Linked DNA regions of Sus scrofa: region 2 is linked to region 1. Evidence: chromatin contacts called from public HiChIP or PLAC-seq data. All regions are on one chromosome and are shown on one strand. Each heading gives the region's core, a stretch centred on a gene start, on an enhancer-like site or on the middle of the called end of the contact. The rest is flanking DNA. Distances are from core to core; before and after follow the strand shown.

Region 1 (5,111 bases), core at 68-2,567:
CTGCATTAAGCTCTTAAAACAGAGGGCCTTGAACTGCCTGTGTAAATACTCAGAGCCATACTTAAGCAATTATTTTTTACTGGAATTTGAACATAGATCACCCATGGCTCCATGATAATTTATGTCTGCAATTAAGTGGTTACCATAGCAAAACACTTTTTATTTGCATATCAATTGCAAATTACATCTAAATTTTAAGAGAGTTTGCAATTTCCTTCTACATTTTCCAACTGATTCTTTAAGAGAGCTCTGTCTGTAGATTTACTCAAATTAATACCTTCTTGGTCCACTTGCTCTTAGGCAGTAGTTTTTCCTCTAATGATACAGTTGAATTCTTTTGTTCCCTTTATACATGATACATTTTTCCCCCTTCTTCTCTAGGAGGCAGCTTCTGAGGCAGTGGCTCTCTGAAATGGCTAGTGAGCAGAAACTCAGGAAGTTGTAGACCTGAGTCTAAGGCCGTTGAATTTAGTGGGCATCCAATGAAAGCTCCTTGAATTGAAATTTAATTCTGGCCCGCCTTATAATATCTCTGCATTCTTTAGTTTTCCTCAACGAGGAACTGGTAAATTGTCATCATCAGCAGTACTCTTAAATGGACGCAGACAGAGAACTGCTAGGCCTGACTTCTGGTGGAGGGGCCGTGTGGAAGGCCAGGAATCTGGCGCCTCCTCTGGACAAGCTGGAAGCTTCTGGTGCCTTGTTCTAAGAAGGAGGAGCAGGGGGTGCTCCCTTTACTTTCCTCATGCCTTTCCTTTGAAGGCATTTTGAAGTTGGGCAACCAAGGTCACATCGCCTTCTCAGAGAGAGCCAGGTGAATTTCTCAGGTATCAAATGGGGCCAGGCTTCTGGAAGAGGCAAGCATCTCTTGCCTTCTCCCTACGCTTCCCAAGCTCTGTTCTTACTTCTCTCCTCTCCAGTGATGACCTGATTTTTTGGCTTGGGAGTGAACAGGTCAGGTTTGGGAAAAGTCAAAATGGATGCAGCGACCAGGATGAGCTGCCTTTATCTTCTGACGCTAAGGTTATCTTTCGCCCTGTGAAACACAGCCACGAGGGTGCCAAGCCCCAAACAGTGATCACGTGCATGTCACGGGCCCGCCGAAGCAGAGCCATTCCACCAGCCCCCAAAACAAAACCCTCAGCTTGTCTTCTCCCTCGGAGTCTTCTCCTCTGACTCTTTTCCTTTCCTTTTCTGCACTGTTCTCCTTCGCCCTCCATCATGGCTTGCTTCCAAGAAGCAAGCTCCCGAGCTACTGCCAGCGAGAGCGGGCCTTGAACCCAGCCAGAGCAGAGCCCCGCCCCATCGCCACCTCTCCAGACACACCGATGGCGGTTTGCTGGGGCCATCCTGTTGGGCTGAAACGGGTGTAGACAGGGGGTACAGGGGCTAGAGAGCGTGAGAGCCAACCAAACGCCAAGCAGCGCACGAGCATGTGCAGGACTGGAAGGCAGCAGGCAGCTGCTGCAACCCTCGTGGCGACCCCACTGGAACAGTCCCAGCCAGCGCCGAAGCCAACTCCTGATCTCATTGTGATGGCTCTGTCCCAAACCTGAGTCCCTGAGAGGGTCTTAGAGTCCGCATACTTCTAAGAGGGACCTCCAAGCATTTCCAAACCCAAACTGCTCGATGCTGTCATGGAAAACCTGGATATGTGCATCTACACTCTCACTGTGGAGCACATCCAGGTCACAGCCTAAGGAAGGCAGCTGGCGACAGATGACCCTGCTGGCCGATTCCCCAGCTTTTGTAATGAATCCCAGAGGGCTATGTGTGTTTCTGGTTCTGCCAGAAGTCCTGGGCGAATCCTCACCCAGTGAAGACCTATCAGCCTGTGATTTATTCTGCAAGGGGAGCCTGAGAACCTGCAACTCAACCGCTAGAAGCTGCCTCCAGAAAGGAAAGGAATGGAGAATGTATGTGTCAGGGAAGAGGCGTGAGAGGACGAAGTTCTTTGCTTTCCTGTCAATTCAGCTTGGGGAAAAAAAAAAAAAATGCCTGAGGACACCCAGAGGCACATCGGAGCCCCAGGACTGCTACTGGGAGGCCAGGGAATGGCTGTGTATGATGAAATCATGTCTGATTTCAATAGAACAAGGGCAATTCTAAAGTCCATAAAAGATACCCCTAGTCCTTAGAATGCAACAACTATAGGAAACACAAAAAAATGTACTTTAGTACCTGAAATATTTCCATCATCATAATCATCATATAGCTTATATTTACCACCACTTACTATTTACTATGTGCCACTGTGCTTAAAAACCTTTCTCACATATTTTTCTAATTTAATCCTTAAGACAGGTGTGAACTACTATTATACCCATTTTTAAGTGAGAAAACAGGCTTAGAGACGAGGTAAACTGGTCAATATTTCACAGCCACTTTTAGGTGAGGTCAGGGCTGAGCCAAGGCAGGTGAGGCTTGAGCTCTCACTGCTGCTATGAGTACTGAACAGCCAGGGCATCTGTGCACAAGTGTCAGCTGGGAGTCAGCTGGATGTCTACCATTAGGTGAGGCCTTGAGGGCAAATCCTGCTATCGGGACTAGCTTAATAGTCAAGAGTTGTTGGCAGTTCCTGTCGTGCCACAGTAGTTAACAAATCTGACTAGGAACCATGAGGTTGCAGGTTCAATCCCTGGCCTTGTTCAGTGGGTTAAGGATCTGGCATTGCTGTGACCTGTGGTTAGGTCACAGACATGGCTCGGATCCTGCGTTGCTGTGGCTCTGGTGTAGGCTGGCGGCTACAGCTCTGATTAGACCCCTAGCCTGGGAATCTCCATATGCCACGAGAGCAGCCCAAGAAATGGCAAAAAAAAAAAAAAAAAAAAAAAAAAAAAAAAGTCAAGAGTTGTTGTTAAGTAACTCGGATTTTGAGATTTCCACTGACTTCTAAAATCAAAATACTAAGATTTTGATGCCTTATACTGTGCACAGTGACAGCTATACAAGCCGGTGGCTTTTAAGCTTACGTGTAGTAAAAGAATATGCTTACAACAGCTTGTAATTTTTCACCCAGTTACAGTTTACAAAAAAGTCCTTTTTTTGCCAAAATGCAAGTTGTAGGAACAAACACACTCCGAGTATATTTCTAAAGAATCCTTTTGCTGTTCTGGCAGCAGCCTCCTTTCTCACCATTTGTTTCAATGTTGAATAGATCCCGGGTTGAGAGAGGGGTTGCGGGGAGGGGAGAGACTGATGCTCACAGCTGCGGCAGTCCTTGGCTGAGACTGGGGTGACCAGATGCTCTCACAGACCAGCCAAGAGGACAGAAAGTACAGTCAGCTGCTCCAGACCCTGGGGGGTGGGCAACTCTCTCAGCCAGAGATTCAGGGGCCCCAGCTGCCCCTTATGTGGGCTTAAACTGCCCGGAGGAGACCTCTATTAACGAGCAAAACAGCCCACTGGGCATCTCTTACAGATGTGCACCTCCTCCCAACCTGAAGGAGTTGGCTGACCAGTGTTCAGTCCATCTTTCCCAAGATTTCTTCTCAAAGGGGTGCTGCTGGACTGGGGGGAAGGGGTCAAGAGAAACCACTTTCCTCTATTTTTAGTTCTTAGCCTTAGATCAGTGCCCTCTAGAGATGCAAAATCTGACACAGTAGAGAAAGCTCTGCCTCTTGGCAATTTTGAGTAATTTCAGACTTCTGGAGATCCTATATGCATACGCAGAGCACGTTAGTGAAAGGGGGTGAGGAGAAAGATTTCTTTTAGAAAATCAAGGCTTTTGGAAGAGACAGGTGGCCAACAGAGCAGCATCTTGGGTACCCTGCTACTCCCTTCTCCCCAAGTGATGCAGAGGGAAAGAGAAGAGTCAAGAGCAACTCACTGGAGTGCATGAATAATAACTAAAATATGTACTCATCTTTGTGCCAAAATGAACACACTCGCCATTTATGTGAAATAGCAAACAAGAGCACCAGAAGACTTGGTGGACTAATCAACATTCTTAGAGACTAAATTCACTGGACTAACTAACACCTTATTAAAAACTGCATGTAGATAGTCTTTGAGACTGAAGGATATCTAGAATTTGCTGCAAATTGACTGCAAAAGATCAATTATGGTGCTATAGCCCACGATGTCCCACTCTACTATAAATGGTCATTCCTTTGCTGGAAGGTACTAAGTTTCTCAGGATGAAAAGCATTCCTAGGCGTGTCAAACCAGGAGTCTCATCTGCAGACCAGCATGTTGATAAAACTCATAGCAGGCCTGAAATCACTCAAGATGAGCAGATACAGTATAGTCAGGGCAAAGTGAGCAGAAATACACCTCTCTGGTCAACCAGGGCTCTTTAGCAGGATGAGTAAACTGTGCATGCTGGCTTCTCTTCACCTACATGTTTATTTTGACTTTTCAAAAGCTTTGCAACACTCTGGCAACACGTCTCAGCGAAAGTTTTAAGACACACACACACACACACACACACACACACACACACACACACACACACGACCCCAAGGCACTTGGAGCCGGGGGGAATGAAGGCATGTCTTTGCCAAGGAAAAGATCGCTCAGTATGAAACCCTCCATTACTGACCATTTCTGGGAGATGAAAAGCCAAGCCTAAGGTGATGAACTTCAGGTTTCAGAGGTGAATCAAAAGGAGGGGACAATGAGCTTCACAGAATCAAAAATCTAAGGTTAAAAAAAAACAAACCTAAAATCATATTTTCCAATCTCCCTATCTTGCAGAAGAAGAATGCCAACATCCAGAGAACTGGTGCATTTAACCCGAGTGAAGGTGCAAGTCAGCAGCAGAGTGGAAAATCAGAATCCTGACCTCCCAAATTCCGAGAGTGCGAGTAAGTGCTGGGATCACTCATGGTACGGCTGATCCCGGCAGATAAAGAGCTGAGGGTCCTGAGGTTTGTCACAGCAGACCCCTCATGCAAACAGAGCGGGAATGTGGAGCAGGTCCTCTATCCTTTCGCTGGGCCTCTTACCCTCCTCCCCACAGACAGACGTGGGGCCCCCTGAGGTTTGAGAAACGGAAAACATTATCTTATCAGCCATTTGGGGAAAACTGTTGTTTGACCTATTTATTCGGAAGCTCAAGGGTTTGCTATGAGGCAGGGGAGAGCTACTTTGTTTGGGGCCTGCTTCTT
Region 2 (5,807 bases), core at 3,179-5,678, 290 kb after region 1:
CTCCCCTCTCCCCCATGGACAACACTTGAAGGACCCTCTCTGGCTCCACCACCCTTCAGCTGCCCCCATGATCCACTCTGCCTTTCTTCAGCCCAGGGGCCAGGATGAGGCTCAGGGTTGGGACACAGTTCATATGCTATATATCAGGCTGGTCCCCTCTGAAATCGCAAATGCATCACCAAGCCCTGAACTCCCAAGCTTGGTGCTTTTATCTCCACATCCTCCTATTGCAGATACAGTGGTAGAAACATCTGGACTCGGGAGGGAAAGGGGCGGAGGATGGAACCTTGGGGAGAATCAGTATTTGAAAGGCCAAGCAGAAAGGGAAGGAGCTTCCAACAGACTGAAGGAAGGGGGTTGGCCTCAAAGAATGCCGCAGAAGCCAGGGGAAATACTCCATGGAGAAAACAGCTCATGTCAAAGAGAGGGAAAGTATGAGAAAGCAAGAAAGGAGAGAACCAGATTTGGCAAACAGGCTGTCACTGATGGCTGCAGAGACAACCCTTTCACTGGGCTTAGAACATTTGAAGCCCTAAGACACATGGGCGAGGGGTCCAATGAACCTGTAATAATGAAGATAAGTTGTAAAAGAGTGTTTGCTCTAGTCAGTCCCCAGTGAACGTGATAGTGAATGATCATTTCTCATTCTGGCCTCACTGTTCCTGCGCCAACCATCATCTCCATTCCGATTCTGCCCCACAAGAGGCTCATCTAAGGCAGAACCAGGGCTAGCCATTGAATTCCCATTTTTCAGTCTGTCTCTCTCTAAATGCAAGGTTTTCAAGTAATTGGTAGAGTCTGTCAGCAAATAGCTATAAATAGGCGCTGTGTATATATATATAAAAAGGGAAACTAACCCAAAATATTCATCTTCAGCCTGTGATTAAGATGATGAGCATGAATGAGGCTGAGTCGTCTGTTCTCTGGCTCGGGATGAAAGAAGAAAGATTCCCCAGCCCCCAACATGGCATTTAGTGAAATCCCAACCGCAAAGCCTCATGGTCCAAGACCCTGCTGAAGGCCGTGGGCTTCCTGTGTTGCACGGGTCATGTCCCAGTGCACAGGAAAGACGTGTCTGGGCTCTGAGCACATTTTTGGAGAAGGATGAAATGATGCTAATTGAATCCTTAATTTGGAAAGCGGGCCCTGCCCATGGAATCAGCCCATATAATGGTTGTCAGGCGGGCCTGGCCCCTCTGGGCATCTTGTTATCCCGCCCTCCCGACCCCGGGAGCTCCAACTGGGGCAGCAGTGGCAACAATTACAGTGCAGAATCCTGAAGCCGGTTGGCACTCTGCCAAGGACAGCCCTCCACAGCATGGCCAGTCCATGGCCCAAACCCCAGCCTGTCGCACAAACCCTGTAATCACTGAAATGAGGGCTACTAGGTGCTGCCTGCCAAAGGCAAAAAAGCAAACATTTGAGACAACTCTTTCTAGACTATCCCAGTTCTTGGCAGCAGCCCAGCTGCAGCTAAGGATGTTTTATATTTTGAGACGCTCAGGTTCTCACAGGAACCAGGATTCAGATCACATTCTCTCCTTCCACGGAAAGCTGGGAAGGCATCCGAGAGAGTCAGCAAAGATGCTGTGTTTGCTCTCCAACTGAGTTAGAATGAAATGCTAAAGAGGTCCCAACCACTCTTCCGATCAACTTGGAACGGTTCAGCTCCAGAGAGCACCCGCCTGAAAGAGTCATGAATCCGCAGAGGCTGATTTGAATTGGCAGCTTGATTCAGGAGTCCACCGGACAGACACCCGGAGGTTCCTGAAGTCTCAGTCCTCTCCTGGAAAACCCCATGTCCACTGTCGCCCCCATCATCCTGAAAGTGCTTCCTGAAGAACGCTGGCTGGTAGGCCCCTGACACAGCTCCTGAAGCATGCCACAGAAAGGGCAGAGGACACTCTTTTCCTAAAAGTCAGGCTGCCTTTGGGAAGCTCAAAGCAGGTGGGAGGGGCTTAATGCTAAATGGCGCTCCCCACTTCTTCCTCTCCCTCTGATACTAGTGCCAGCCCGCTCGCCGTACAGGAGGATGTGTACAGCAAAGCCCCACTTCTGGGACCTGCCTATGGAAAACCAATTAAGACGGGGAGAAAAACAAGATAGTTCGAAATGTCCCATCTGACTCAAGAGTATTTAGAGGCAAGCAGATTTAGAGATGGAATGAATGGCGGGGCCAGCTATCCTATCAGAGGCTTCTCTACAATGGTTTAGGTGATCCAAACCCCACAGAGCCAGGGAGATTCTGCAAATAAGGTCATGTGGTCTGATGTGCTCTTCTGGTTCTTGCATAATTTTTCACGTGAAAAATCTTGATAACACTGAAAATCTAAAAGACAGACCTCCAGGGTAATACCTTTACTCCCTATGATGTCTTTCTTCCAGGTGGTGGGGGGAGAGAGGAAAGATTGTAAATAGGAAAATAGGACTATTTGCAATTGAACTCTTCATGACTCACCCAGAGTCAGCCTCCTACAGACAGAAGAAACAAAGTAGGAAGCTGCCTACAGACGGGTAGAGAATCGCTGGCAGGCACGGTCTCCCATCAAATATTTTGCCTGAGGGTCTTCCTTTGGGGCTGGAAAAAGCCCCAGAAAGAGCATCCTCCATTAACTGGCTCTGGCTTTACACATTTTTTATTTTTGTCTTTTTAGGGCTGCACCTGTGGCATATGAAAATTCCTAGGCTAGTGGTCAAATGAGAGCTGCGGTTGCTGGCCTACGCCACAGCCACAGCAACACAGGATCCGAGCCACAGCTTACAGCAACCCACTGAGAGAGGCCAGGGACTGAACCCACACCTCATGGATACGAGTCGGATTCATTACCGCTGAGCCACAACGAGAACTCCCTGGCTTTACAGTTTAGAAGTGATTATATATTCAAACAATAGCAACAATGACCACAACCACAAGAAATCAAAAAAGAGTGTTCTGGACATCTGCTACATTGAAAGCACCATGTGTTACATGAATAATAGAAAAGCGCTAAATTAATTACTTCTTTTTTTGAGGACATGCCAGGTATGTTTATATGTCAAGAAAAGTAGCTCTAGTCCAGAAGTTTAGAACGAACTGGAAGGATGTCAATAGAAGGCACTACTTGCCCAGTGCCAAGGGAGTGGTAAGATACAATGTTAATACTTAAACATTAATTAAGCACCTAGTCTTTGCAAACCACGAGGCATAGGGGTTTGGGCAGTGTTACAGGGCTGTAAAAGTCAGAAGGCTTATTTTCTAGTTGGTGGGGAGAGGAAGGCTTCCCAGAGAAGGTGACACTTGAGCATGAGCAGTGGCCCTGAACAACTGGGTAGGATTCGGAGTTGGGGATGGGCAGAAAGAGGCTGTCCCAGGCAGAGGGGACTAGTACGAGATGGGAATTCACTAATTCTGTTGGCTTCTGGAGGAGAGTTGGACATGCCAGCTGGCTGGAGGTGGGACTGAATAAGAACAGTTTGAAAAGGGTCGGTTGATGCAGTTCCCGGAAACTGTAGAAGATGGCCCTTTTGTTTAGTAGGTAACCGGAAGCCGGTAACATTATTGTGAGCAGGCGTGAAAGGCACATTTTGGAAAGATTCATCTCCCTGCTTGCCATGACCTGATTATTAAGCTTCCCAGATGACTTAGCCCTGTGAAAACACTGCAGCCAGGAATACCCATCATGGGGGTGGGGGTCCCGCACATGGCGACTCTGTAAATTAGCATTCTGCTGCAGAGCCAGAAGAACCCCCCATCAAAGGGCCTCACTGGGCAAGCACTGAGATAGCCCAGAAAGTCCATAAACAACAGAGCAGGAAAAAAAAGCACTCTGAGGTCTGGAACGGCATCGCTGAAAGAAAAGGCAGATACGGGGGCTGCAGGGGAGAGGTTGCATTTTCAGGGGGATGATGAATTAGGTTTAGACATATTGTGTGACATAAGCAATTGAACATGGAGCTTTAGACGTGACAGTGGATATACCGCAGGTGCTGGAGGAATAGAGCCTAAGCTCTGCACTGCGGCCCACAGGGCCTGTGTGATCTGCTCTGGTTCCTCCTGAGGAATGACAGTCCCACGTTTCCTGGCCTCCTTGTAGTTAGTTCTGTGCCAGCGGAATGCGGACAGAGTAGGAGCACAATGTCCAGGCAGGCCCGGGCCTAGAAAGTCCTCTGTGCACAATGTGCTGTGTAGACAGGTGTGCTGGCCTTGGCAGCTCATGAAAAATGGCAGAGCCAAAGATGAAAGGAGCTGTGGTCCCCGAAGCCCCACTGGGATGCGCTGTCTATTGCTCAGGAATACACCCGCCTTGGCCTCTATGCGAATGAGAAACGTCTGCATTGTCTGGATTATCACCAAGTTTAGGTTTGTGCCGGCAGCCAGCGTTCCTTAGCAAATCCATCCCTTCTCTCTTACCCATCCCCTCCGTATGCTCCAACCACACTGGTTTCTTTCAGTTCTTTGCACACACTAAGCTCTGTTGGAACAGCCCTTTCCTCTGCATCTGCTCCTCCCTCTCCCTAGAGTACATTTTTTTTTTCTTTTCTTTTTTGCTGCAGCCTCTGGAAGTTCCTGGGCCAACCTGCACCACAAAGCGACCCGAGCTGCTGCAGTGAGAACGCCTGATCCTTAAGCTGCTGCACCACAAGGGAACTTCAGTCCCTAGAGCACTTTCTACAACTCTTTGCCTGATGAACTCCGTTTCTGGGCATCAGATCAAACAGTACTTTCTCAGAGCGGCCTTTTTTGACCTCTGAAATGAAATTAGGTCAAGCCCTGTTAATCTTTTGTAATCCACATTATAGTCTGCAATTATCTATTTCTTTGTTCGTATGTCTCCCCCTAAAAGTATAAGATCCATAAAAGGCAGAGACCTATTCAGCAACATACTGTGCACTAGCACCGAGCATGGGGTACATATAAACATTACTGCATAAGTGAGTGAGCTGGAGCTCCCAGGGCTGGTTAGACTTGAGAGGGAGCTAAGTGGGGCCAGATGGAGACTTGGCAGCTGGCCAAGCACCCCTTTTGGGAAATTCACATGCGGGGGCAGCACCTGTATCTCAATTCAATCTCACACCCCCAAAAGAATCAGATTTAGAGAAAAGACACTAAAACAATCAAGGAGATAATTCCTATAGGATGAAGAATGGTAGAACTCCCAGGGGGCTTTAGAGGTCGTGTAACGTGAGCTCCCCTTTGCAGAGATGAGGACGTGGACGTTTAGCTCCCTGACCTAAACTGGTGGCCAAGGTGGGATGCTGGTTAGGCATCCAGCTCTGCACTAGGTCCTGCTGAAAACGTGTGCTCTCTTCTGTTGGCACTGATAGCTGAGAAGGAAACTGGCCAGGATGAACCTGCAGTCCTATTGCTCCTTCAGAGGGTACCTCATGAAGTTCTTGTGATGGATTTAGATGAACTCCTAAGATGTTAACTCCAGCATCTGTTCTCCTGGATGGTTAAAGAGAAGGAGGAGGGCTGTTTGTAAGGATGAGGAGGACACATCTACGTCCATATTTGGTTGTGTTTGCTCGCCTGAAAGTGAAACAAGTGCTTACGCGGATGAGATAAAGAGCTTGCCTCAGAGGAATAAAGAGCAGACACCCTGGGACCTGGAAAGTGGCATCTGCCTCTCCCCATGGGATTGCTCTGCTCTCACAGAGAGTGTTTCCGCTCGCATGTGGGAGCTGGGCTCCAGCCCCGAAACTGACAATTCACCATCATCTGGTTCCCTGCGCACAGGGGACACTTGTATTAATATGGTGAGACGGGCTTGTCAGTCCTCTGGTATCTATTGGAACACTTGAGAGAAAGTCGGCAGCTTACGGGGGCT

Evidence for each region. HiChIP or PLAC-seq counts read pairs in DNA pulled down with a chosen protein or histone mark.
Region 2: a contact with region 1 is called in an H3K27ac HiChIP or PLAC-seq map of skeletal muscle. The contact joins two enhancer-like sites. A contact is called at or near these places in 1 of 47 Hi-C or Micro-C datasets (embryonic fibroblasts) and 1 of 2 datasets of contacts at active chromatin or transcription factors (skeletal muscle).

The regions. Positions count from the first base shown.
Region 1 is chr2:87,343,039-87,348,149 of Sscrofa11.1, forward strand. All of the region lies in intron 4 of LHFPL2 (lipoma HMGIC fusion partner-like 2), which reads right to left. Among named protein-coding and RNA genes, the nearest start is that of SCAMP1, 130 kb to the left of the region's middle. Within about 2 kb of position 1,318, at least 13 of the 83 cell types and tissues checked have an H3K27ac peak or open chromatin away from gene starts, as enhancers often do. A contact at or near this core is called in skeletal muscle, where this site is marked.
Region 2 is chr2:87,633,938-87,639,744 of Sscrofa11.1, forward strand. The region is part of intron 6 of ARSB (arylsulfatase B); the gene reads right to left. Among named protein-coding and RNA genes, the nearest start is that of LHFPL2, 140 kb to the left of the region's middle. Within about 2 kb of position 4,429, at least 12 of the 83 cell types and tissues checked have an H3K27ac peak or open chromatin away from gene starts, as enhancers often do. A contact at or near this core is called in skeletal muscle, where this site is marked.